Regions from separate parts of the Anser cygnoides genome. Here region 2 is linked to region 1. A link is a contact called in public Hi-C data. All regions are on one chromosome and are shown on one strand. Each heading gives the region's core, a stretch centred on a gene start, on an enhancer-like site or on the middle of the called end of the contact. The rest is flanking DNA. Distances are from core to core; before and after follow the strand shown.

What was found. A called contact is a pair of places that touch in the nucleus more often than the background predicts.
Region 2: a Hi-C map of liver shows a contact between it and region 1, with 2.0 times the contacts expected there. The contact joins the enhancer-like site here to the promoter of LOC106039396 in region 1. A contact is called at or near these places in 2 of 7 Hi-C or Micro-C datasets (granulosa cells and liver).

The regions. Positions count from the first base shown.
Region 1 is chr1:91,029,473-91,034,711 of Taihu_goose_T2T_genome, forward strand. LOC106039396 (OX-2 membrane glycoprotein-like) reads right to left here and starts at 3,441. Exons shown (of 8, transcript XM_067002217.1): 1 at 3,163-3,441; 2 at 1,181-1,262; 3 at 94-420. The coding sequence starts at 3,426.
Region 2 is chr1:91,236,474-91,241,763 of Taihu_goose_T2T_genome, forward strand. PHLDB2 (pleckstrin homology like domain family B member 2) reads right to left here. Exons shown (of 20, transcript XM_048057375.2): 3 at 4,567-5,290. It overlaps LOC136791444 (a long non-coding RNA gene), which reads left to right. Exons shown (of 3, transcript XR_010833538.1): 2 at 417-522; 3 at 1,408-2,650. Among named protein-coding and RNA genes, the nearest start is that of PHLDB2, 31 kb to the right of the region's middle. Within about 2 kb of position 1,983, at least 2 of the 3 cell types and tissues checked have open chromatin away from gene starts, as enhancers often do. A contact at or near this core is called in liver, where this site is marked.

The DNA of each region.
Region 1 (5,239 bases), core at 2,191-4,690:
CCTGCTGAGGGTTGCTCCTACCACTGCAGTTTGAGTCCACTTGAGGAAACCCCTCCCTTTCCACTAGAGACATATCCCTGCAGAGAACCTCACCAAAGACACTCAGGCAGGTCCGTCCCGACAAGGAGCCACGAGGGAAGACGTTGAAGAGGCACGTGTAACACCCTGTATCATCCAGTTTCGCAGCCCAGAAAGTGATGCTTGTGTCATTGAGTACCAGACTTGTGAAATTCATCCGGTCTTGGTAGGGCTCATGGATCTTTAATCCTTTCAGGGTGCTGTACGTAGCTATATTATTATGCGTTTTTTCAGAGTCCTTCTGCCAGGTCACTTGCAGAACATCCTCGGGCTCTGTCAGGGTACAACTGAGAGTCGCAATGTCGCCCTCATTCACCTTCATGTGTTCAGTCTGAGTAATCACTGCAGCAACATGAAACAGTTAGCAAAATGGGCAAATATCACACTTATTCAGAAGCCTGACACTATTCTGAGCCCTGGCATACCCACAGACTTAACAATTCAACCAACTAAGCCCTATTTCTATGTTCTTCCCCCGCCAAGGAGTCTCCTGAATCGTCCTAGAAATCAATGACGTTATACTGATTCATATTGGCTGAGAATCTGGCTTCTTCTAAACTATTTACAAGAAAAAGACATCCTATTTCTGTACCCAGCCCTGCAGACTTCCACCTCAGTTTTATTATATCAGCTCATGGTTTCCCATTCTCAGCAAACATGTGGACAATTTTGCTTCCTAAAAGCTAGAGGAAGATTGAACACAGGGGAAGTGCATGCAAATCCCTTCTTAGAGTACTGAAGGGCAAAATAGGCTAAAGAAAACGTCTGGACTTTATAGCTTCAGAGTTTGTGGTGCATTTGAGAGGGATGGAGAGAAAAAGAGAGATTTGTTCCAGAGAAGATGATCAAGGAAGTTGTGAACTCCAGCAAACACAAGTGTCCAGTCATAGATATGGGATGTTGCATGTCCTCCCCATCTCCAAATCCTGTTCCAGGAGATCTGGTGTCACATCTGCCAGCCCCAGCTATCTAATGTATGTCAAATGGCACCAGCAATCTGGATTTTACCTATTTTTGCCCCTTAGTCTGACTGGTGAAGGCTTGGGAATTGGAAATCAGCTCACCAGCCATTTCTAAGCAGATTTAGGGAAATTGAACTTACCATTTGCCTTTCCGAGCACAAGACAAAACAAACTCAAAAACAGGGCTTGGAAAGTCATTTTGGAAGGGAGCATCTGCTTCACCTGAAGAAAGATCAGAAGAGATGCATGGTTTAATAACAGATCATCTTCTGGTTATATCATGACTACAAGATGTGAATGCTAATGATTGCTTTGTCATTTAAGTAAAACAAACTTATCTGGGTAGATGACAAGTACTACAATTAGACAATAGAGATACCACTGAGGTCAAGGTGTGAACGTTGCATGATGAAAGCTAGAAAGGCATTAACTTTCTGGATTGTTCTTCACAGAACAATGTTCTTCAAACATTTACGTACAGAATTGCAAACTGCAGTTTATTCTTTCATAGAGCTCATGAATATGGGTTTGCTGAATGGATGAACTGGTGCACATGAAACAAAGGGTTATTACACTCTTTGTTAGACATGCTTTTGAAAGCCTGGTGCTTTCAGCTCAGAGACCCATGGACATGAGCAGATATGAGCTTTTACTCAGTTGCACTGTGATAGCAGAAATATCTACACAAACACTAGTGGAAGAAGGTGAACAGAAAAAAAGAGCCAGCGTCAGCCTTCAGACGTTCCTGGCAATGATTTTCCTCCACATTCGCACACACAGCCTGCATTGTGTGTCCAGTGGCTTCCACCAGGAGCGTAACATTGGTGTACAGCTCACGAGATCGAGGGATAAACTGAAAACATCTCGACACAAAACAGCATGAATTGGGGAATCTTTGGGGCACATCGCACCTGCTACATACAAACATTTCCAGGGAGGCAAAGGCGGCAAAACTGAGATTGCATTGCTGCTTTCAACTTACTTCATCACTTAATATTACCACAATGCTACCAAATTGTTGACCTGCCTGGAATTGTACCTGCTGTCATATTTAAGTGGAAACATTATTTTGCCTAATAATAATAATAATAACAATATTTGTAACACATATCATGTACACCTTCTTGTCTATGATTATAAACTAGCTGATGCTTTCTGGGAGCGTCTTCTACCAAGAACACAAGCAGACCCCTACTTCTGTAAGATTTTCACAACATGGAAAAAGCCAGAAAACAGAAACTGTGAAGCATTTTCTATGTTATCATCTGCCTTAAAAAAAAAAAAAAAAAAAAAAAGGATAGCTAATGAATAAATAAGTAAATGAAGAGAGAAAATTCTGTTTAAAAAACGACTTCCCAACAAACTCACACATACAACACGTACACACTCTGCCACTAGCCTGCCTTTACATTTCAGGCTCGCTGTGCTAAAACAACTCCCGGGACAACTCCACAGATGCCAAGTGTGAATACAGAACAAAATCTTGTGTGTAAAATCAAGACCTCAGCAACAAGCTTAATGCATCAGCAATAAGCTCAATGAATAACAAATTGATCAAGTAATAAAGCACAGGTAGTTGAGCATGGCTCTGCCATGGTCAGACAGCATTCCTAAAAACACACAAAAATCAGGAGCAAGCACAGCAAGTCAGAGGGAAGTTTGACGTTACAAAAGTGCATATAGACCACAGAAAGAAGCGCTACGCATGCTGGAAAGCACACCTTTCATAGCGATTACGGCTCGTTGCTTTTATTTCCCTTGGTAAGACCATAACCTGGTAGGACAGTAACACACCATTGCTCCCATCCGGCGTAGCTACAAGATCTCCTTTCCACGAGCAAACAGCGGGTCGTGGAGCCACTCTGGTCACCCAAAAAAAGTCCTGTGGGATCCCAGGCCCACCCTAGTCTCCTGGTGGGAAGGGTGTAAGACAACAGGGCAGCCCTTTGCCGCATCCCGCTTTCCACCGCCGCACCCCAGAGGTCACCCGAACCCCAGCGCCGCGCTGCCCCCCGCCCTCCTGCCTCCAGCCCCGGCCTCGGCGGAGGCTGAGCCCCCTGCCCTCAGCCAGCAGGACCCGGGCAGCACCCGACCCCCCCAAACGAAAGCCCCAGGTACTCACGCTCCGCGCCCTCGGGCGCCGACAGCGTCCGCGACAAAGGCAGTGACAGCGGCCGCGACACTGGCAGAGCCCCGCTGCTGAACGGGGCGGAGCGGGGCGGGGCGCCCCCCCCAAAAAAAAGTCCCGTAACGGGGGCGGGCAGAGCCCTCCGGACCCACCGGACCCCCGGGGGCTCGCCCCCTGCTTCCTCCTCCTCTGGGGCCGCTGCTGGCTGCGATGGGAGCAAGGTGGATGAGCAGCGGAACAGCGCCGAACAACGAGCATTAGGTAATAACATCCGTTAGCATTAATAGCATTATTTATTAATTTAATGTTTATTGTTATTATGTTTGCATTAAAGGCTTTCATTTTGCAACAAAATGCTAAAAGTAGAATCCAACAGCAGGGGCACACGGATCAATAATAATTTATAAGAATGGCCAAGAGCAGTGACGTTCTCCATCCAGACATTAGGAAATAAGCATTAAAAAAAAAAAAAAAAGTGAAAAAAATCTTATGGAAGAGTCATTTTATGATATAAAATCTCTAGGCAAGTTGATTTTATACCCAGGATCTTCTACAGCATCTTCCACTGCCAACGCTGCTTCTGCTGCCACCAGAGCTTTGTCCCAGGCTTGACAGAAACAGCCCACTTGTCAATAAGTACAAACGACATTCTTTATCACCTCTACAGGACAGCCAGCCTGTGTCTGCTGTTTGCTGTTTCTTGCTGCTTTCACACCTACTCTCACACTTGTGTTCACAGGTCATTCATACCAATTTCAACACTTCTGTTACATAGATAGAATGCTCCCTGTTTTAAAACATCATGGCTCCTGGGGAAAAACACCAGACTTGACACAGTTTACACACACACACACGACCCCCCCCCCCCCCCCCCCCCAAATAGCTTGACAGAGATGCCCATGTAGTGGTCAAGAGCCCACATAAAATGGAAACCACTTCTTTAAGACAGATATGTGTGGTCAGGCAGTGGCTCTTCCAGCTGGATACAACCCTTCTTAGAGACAACAGCTCCACCACCACGCTTGATCTAGAGGAGCCCTTCCTCTGACAACTAACAAACCGAAGCCCAAACTCTGCCACTGCCTTTTTTGAATATTTTCTTCCATCTCCTAAGGCCAAGGAGTAGGTCTTGAGTTCCTCAGATTTCCCTCCACCAGTCTTCCCTTTTTTGTTTTGGGTGGAGAATGGGTGCCCTCCAAAGCAGGTCTGGTCTCCAGCAGCTATTCTACTGTCCTACTGCTTGTTGCTTGAGACTGATGTACCTATACTCCTCAGACATTTTTTTTCTTTTTATGAGAGAAAAAAAAAATCTCCTGTAATTACCTGCCTTCATAAATGTTGAGGGGATTTCTGAGGGAACTTTAGAGACCTGCAGACTATACAGCTTAAAATAAGTTTATCCAGAAGTGCTCTGTGCCATCAAAGCAACAAAAGCAGGGAAGTCCCAGGGACGTCTTCCTGCACTTAGTTCTTGATAATAAAGGGGACATTCAAGGGACTTGAATGATTTATTTATTTATTTATTTATTAGCTTTCCCAGTAACCCATGTCTTCTGAGGTGGAAAGGTTCTATATTTATCTAAATTTTTCTGTTCCCTCAAAAGGCTGGGGGAACTGAGAGAAGAAGGAAGAAAATGATGAAAGGGTCTTCTTCTTTGGAAAAGAGGGAGGAAGCCAGAGCTGAGCAAAGAGAGGATAGTTCTGAAGCAATAAGTGAAGACTGGAGGTAACCTCAGGACAGAGGCAAACAGAAAGTACACCAGGCAGACCAGCAATTTCAGATAATAAAAACTTTTTATATTCATTATAGAAGAAAAAGACACAAAAGTCCCTTTCAGCCCCATTCTCCACTCTCATTTCAATTGCTTCTTTTAGCAAGCTCCCAGCTCAGCTCAGCAATTTCTGCCCAGTTCCACAAAGTTCTTTGTACATGACCTGCCCTCGAGCTGGTGGTGGCTGGGGTGACACTGACTCTCTAGTATGACAAAGCCTTTGAAGTCAGTGAGAACGAAAGTGAGTAGAAAGCTCTTGTCCTACGTTCTGGAGAGTTCTTTGTGCCCCTCCTTTTATT
Region 2 (5,290 bases), core at 733-3,232, 210 kb after region 1:
AAAACGTCTGAGCAGCAGCAAGTCAAAAAGGACGGGGGAAATAAGGCAGCAGGAGCAGAGCATTAAAGTCCACAGACTTTCATACTTACCACCATGTTCAGCACCCTGTGGGCAAGGGGCAGGAGGAAGGCTTCTCTTTCCTGCCTGGGTTTTTGAGGAAGTGTTGATTGCACACCTGCCTCAGATTTGGAGACAGAAGCTTGTTTCCAAGCCAGACTGCTACCCGGGGCTGAGAGCAGCTCTCCCGCTGTTGTGTCCCTTCCCTCTCTAACCTGTGCCACTTCCTCACTTCAGCCTCATTTATTCTACCATTAAGTCCTTGTTCTACTATATTTAGTCTTCTGGCTACGAGGCTATCAGCAGCAGCACCGAATTCGGAGAAAGCACCTGTGTTTCACATTCGTTTCTCCCGGCAGATGCCCAGGGAGCCTTCCCCAGCAGGGACCCACAAGGAGGAGAACTGCAGAAGGAAAGCCGCGGCCCCGAGGAGCAACACGCCTGATCCTTGCCTCCCCGTTACAGGTACAAGAGAAATGGAGGGACAAAAGTCAAACAGCTCAGGGGCACAGACCAGAGCCAGCCTCTGGGCAGGAACTTTACGGAGGAGCTTTTGCAGAACCCAGTTCCCCAGTTACGCTGAGGACAGGAGCTGTAGAGCACTGCTCAACTTCTGTAATTAAAAGCAGGTCTACTGAAATTCATTTCTTCCCTTCTTCCTATATATAGCTCCTTTTAATAAAACACAGAGCTGCACAAATTAAGTACACTAAATCCACACTCTGGATTATTAAAGATTCCACAGAAAAGTTCTGGAATAATTAAAGTAAAAATTTACCGAGTTATCAGTGTTAATTATATCCTGCAGGGGATTTGTTTGTTTGTTTTATCCTATTATACAGCACTTGTTCATTTATTAAACTAAACTGCTGTTAAGTGGCTATTCTATAACACTGCAGAGACTGTCCAACACTAGCTGTAGGAAAAATTATCTCAACCCAGCCTTTATCTGCTTGGCTGGGGTTCCTCTAAGAGGCAAGTCAAGTCACTTACACTTTTAAATACAGCTTAGGTGCTTTACATTTAAAGGATCTATAAAAAGACAGTGCCAAAATAAATTTATTAAATATGTATATGAGATTTTTCCAAGCTATATGGAGATTTATATGAGCTCTACTAACCATAGTTTTAAAGCAGTACCACCTTGAACGTTCCCAAATATTTCCATTCAATTTTCCCCTCACACGAGCACATCTTACTAAATTGCAATGAATGAATGCAAAGTGCTTTCCTGACTCGGGGTAATTCTGTATTACTTCCTACTTATTGAATAAACTTAATGAAATTCAGTGCTCTTCCGAATGTGCAGACTGGGGGATAAGCTCTCCTAATTCTATTATTGCTTGTTAGGTCATTGGTCACATAAGCCGAAATCCCTCCCAGCACGATTCCTGCATCCCATAAAACTCCATTTACGAGCATATGCTTTGGATCCACACCGGCAGCTGGGCTACGAAAGGTATCCTGCACACGCTGAGCGGGTCGTTTCTGGGTAGCTACCTCCATCTAGGGGAAAGGCAGCGTACTGCCTGAAAGCCAGCAGCAGAAAACCAAGGCTGGTGCTATTCATACGGGAGGGCGTCAAACAAAACAGATGGCATTAATATCTCTCTGGCTCTGCTGGCCGTGCCAGTCCACCGCCGACCTCCTCACGGGCTGGGGAGAACAACCGCCTTTCAGTTCCAGCAGCTACAACAATTTGCCTTTTATCTCAGACAGGGGAAAAAAAAAGAATAAAGATTTCCTCTTTGAACAAGAAATAAAAAACACGAATTCAATAGCTGACTGAATCTCACTGCCTATTCTTAGATCCCAGTGTTAACTCTCTTCCTTGTTTACGAGGCTCGCGGGCCATCCTCAGCAATAGCTCGCTGTTGCATCTACTTGTGTAAAACTTGGATCAACATCCGCCCGGAGAGATGTGGCACCAGGCCAGCCTGGACACAGAGCCAGCAGGAGCAAAGGCGGCCCCAGTGTTCAGCTGGTTTCGGCAGAAGACACATGGAAAGGAAACTTGAGGGGGCAACAGCAAATGCTATGCGACGATGTACATGTCTTCTCTCTTTGGTGCATAGGGACACATTGCAACTCAGATGTTTTAATCACTCCAAAAAACCGCAAGGAGCATTTTCACTATTTGCACAATTTTTTACAATTCTATGTATATCTGTCTGGGTGATGACAGCAGATCACTTCGTTTTGTATGCAGACAGTAGCAGCAACTCAAAATGCAAACCTCCTGAGGGGCCTCTGTCACTTAAAAAGCAAACTAAGCACAAGTAAAACTCGCAGAATAATTTATATGGGGAAAAAAAGCAACAACAAAAGGAGTAAAAATAAAGGGAAGAGACAGAGGGCAGACACCAGGGCAAACTCTAACATGCACATGGGCTTTGCCAAAAAATTCAGAGGTGAACAGCAGCTGGCAAACACGAGGCCCAAGCCAGCCCTGTGCCAGCAGGGTGGCCGCAGGGGCAGCGCTGGTGCCAGCTGCGCTGCTCTCCGCTCGGCATCTGGCTTGCGGAGTGGCCTCATCCTTCCGAGGAGCCTCCAAGCAGTCCTACATTTTCCTTCTGCCTGCCTTGCTTCAAAGACACAGAGCATTAGTCTAATATTTATGCTTAAAAGGACTGGGCTTCCCCCGCCGTTCACCCACCAGACACTCAGTCTGGACTTTTACCCATCTCTGAGAATGCAAGGCATGCAGTTTTTGCTATCCAAAGGCACTTATTTGGTGGTTGTGGGTTTTCATTTATCCCATACACACCCTGCTCGCCAAAACAGGCCTGAGCAGACCTGGATCTCCAACCTTCATCCATGCCACCTGCCATAAAATCAGACAAAGCTGTGTTTTGGAAACTCAGGCTGGATACATGAGGACCCTGTTTGGATACACTCATGCCTTCAACCACTTAAAAAGACAAAAATAAACCAAAACAGGACAGGGCCTAATGTACAACAGGCTGATGGGCAGTTTGCGGAGGAACATTAAGAGACTTGGCTTTCTTTTTTCTTTTCAACCAAATATATTCCTCCTCTTAGAGATCTGAAAACCTATTTGTGGGGTTACTCAGACCCTCAAAGCACTGGAAGGAGGCACTCTCCTGCTATGCAACCCTTCAACCAGGTACTCAAAAAGGGGGAAAAAACAGTACTGAGAAACACTGAACAGTACTGAGAAATATGTTGCCATTACATCCAGATTTAAAACGAGAACAATTTTTAGCATTACTGAATAGAGAAACAACCCCATATCTCCAGTGCCTCACCGCAAAAAATGCTGTTCTCTTTGAAATATAAATACACTCCCTGTGTTGTCTTTCACGACTGATCACCGCTCAAGTTTTACATTGCTGCTGTCTGGAAAGCCCTCTGATAACACGACAATGCCACTTGGCACACACAAAACATCACGACTGGCAACAGCGAGGAGATTTCAACACGGAGCAGGAAAGCAGCAGGGAGAGAGGAGGACATAACCCATGAGCACTTCTGCTGATGATTTCTCCTTGGGCGTGCAAAAGCGTAACCCTTTGGGGGGTCTGTAACCCCTGCCCCCTGCAGCAGGCCTCCTCACCCTCCGTCCTGGGGGCACAGCCTGTCTTCGCAAGTGCCCAAACCTATCAAAGATGGAGTGAAAGCACACATCCAAAGTTAAGGGCGAAGACCCGATAATACACGTTGGCCCTGTAATGACATAGGTCAGTGCCTAAGTGGACAATAAAATCAGTACAGCATGAATGCATGTTAGTAGGGCCAAGGCGGTCACTGCAAAACCTTTCAAGAACTCCCTCTGACTATTCTGAAGATTTTTTTTTCTTTTACCTAACAGTTGTTTCAATAACACGTTGAAGTTGTGCCTTACTATCAAGAGTAATTCAGGGCTGAGGCTTTATGCGGTTTTATGTTGACTAGTTTTGCAGCTACTGCACAAAGACAGAAGCTCTGTCCCCTTCTGCTACTTCTCCAAGGGAGAAACAAAAATGCCTGTATTTTAATGCAAATTCTCAGGAGGTAAAACCACAACCAAGCGGAGAGAACTCCGATGATGTCCATCAAACCGACCCCAACGCCTATCTGACTCCACAGCACAGCAGACAGGACTCCGAGCAGCTTGCAGCGGAGACAAATTCATTTTACCCACTCACCATCAAACACTGTCATCAACTGAAACAGAAGTGTTGGAACCCTGCAGTGCAAATTGTGGGGTTTCTGCACGCAGACGTTTTAGCAAAGCCCACAGGATGAAGGAACACAATTCGTGTGGGTTACAACGTATTTTTTAGGATGGTTGAACAGCACTGTCCATCTGAGCTGTTACAGCAGCATGCCACTTAATCATTAGCTTCATGGACTGCAGTAATAAACACTGCATCTGACGTCAGTGAAATCTGAATTTCAAAAGACAACAGCTTATGTTTTGCTATACCCTCCCGATGGCTAGATCTGGAAAAGACATTTTGCAAACACCAGCTGCCATGAGAAGCTCAAAGGAAAAGAAAAAATTACCAGGCGTTCCATCTCCTGCTCCCGAAGCCGCTCCTCCCTCTGCCTCCTGTGGTAGTCCATGAGGTCTTCTCTCCCCGAAATGGAGCTGATGCTGTTCTTCCGCTCTCTCACAGAAGTTTGCAGCGAGTTGGGCGTCTGTCTGTAACTTTCCAAATCAGTGTCATCAAATTCCATGGAACTGGTGGAGAGGTTTCTTCTGACAGAGAACGATCTGTCAAAATCCACAGGGGAGAACGAACTACTGGGACTTGTTCCTGAGAGTCCAAGTCTATCAAAATCATCTGGAATAAATGAGGAAGAAGATGCTAAAAGCATTTTTTTAGCGATTCGAGGGCTTGCAGGAACACTAAGAGTCGAACTAACATAGGGATTATTCCCAGAAACAGAACTTGCATGTGGTGAAACCCCTGAGCTGCACGAAGAAAAATTCAGGTAATTGTCAGCATCTAAAGCATTCTGAGGTAGATCCTTTTCTCCAAGTTTTTTCCTTTTAGTGTTACCCAGAGAGTTTCTTGGGGGCAAACTTAACGGCACCAGCTGGCTTTCTGTTGATTTATGAAGCCTGGGTAGGGAACGGCTGTACATTCCCATATGACTTAGAGATCCACCAGAGTATTTCCTAGGTCGTGAACCCAGAGTCTCCATCATCACATCCTTGTGTTTAACTGGCTTTGCATGAAGCGCTAGGCTGTCTTCAATATTCATCCTCCTGCCTTGCTTTGGG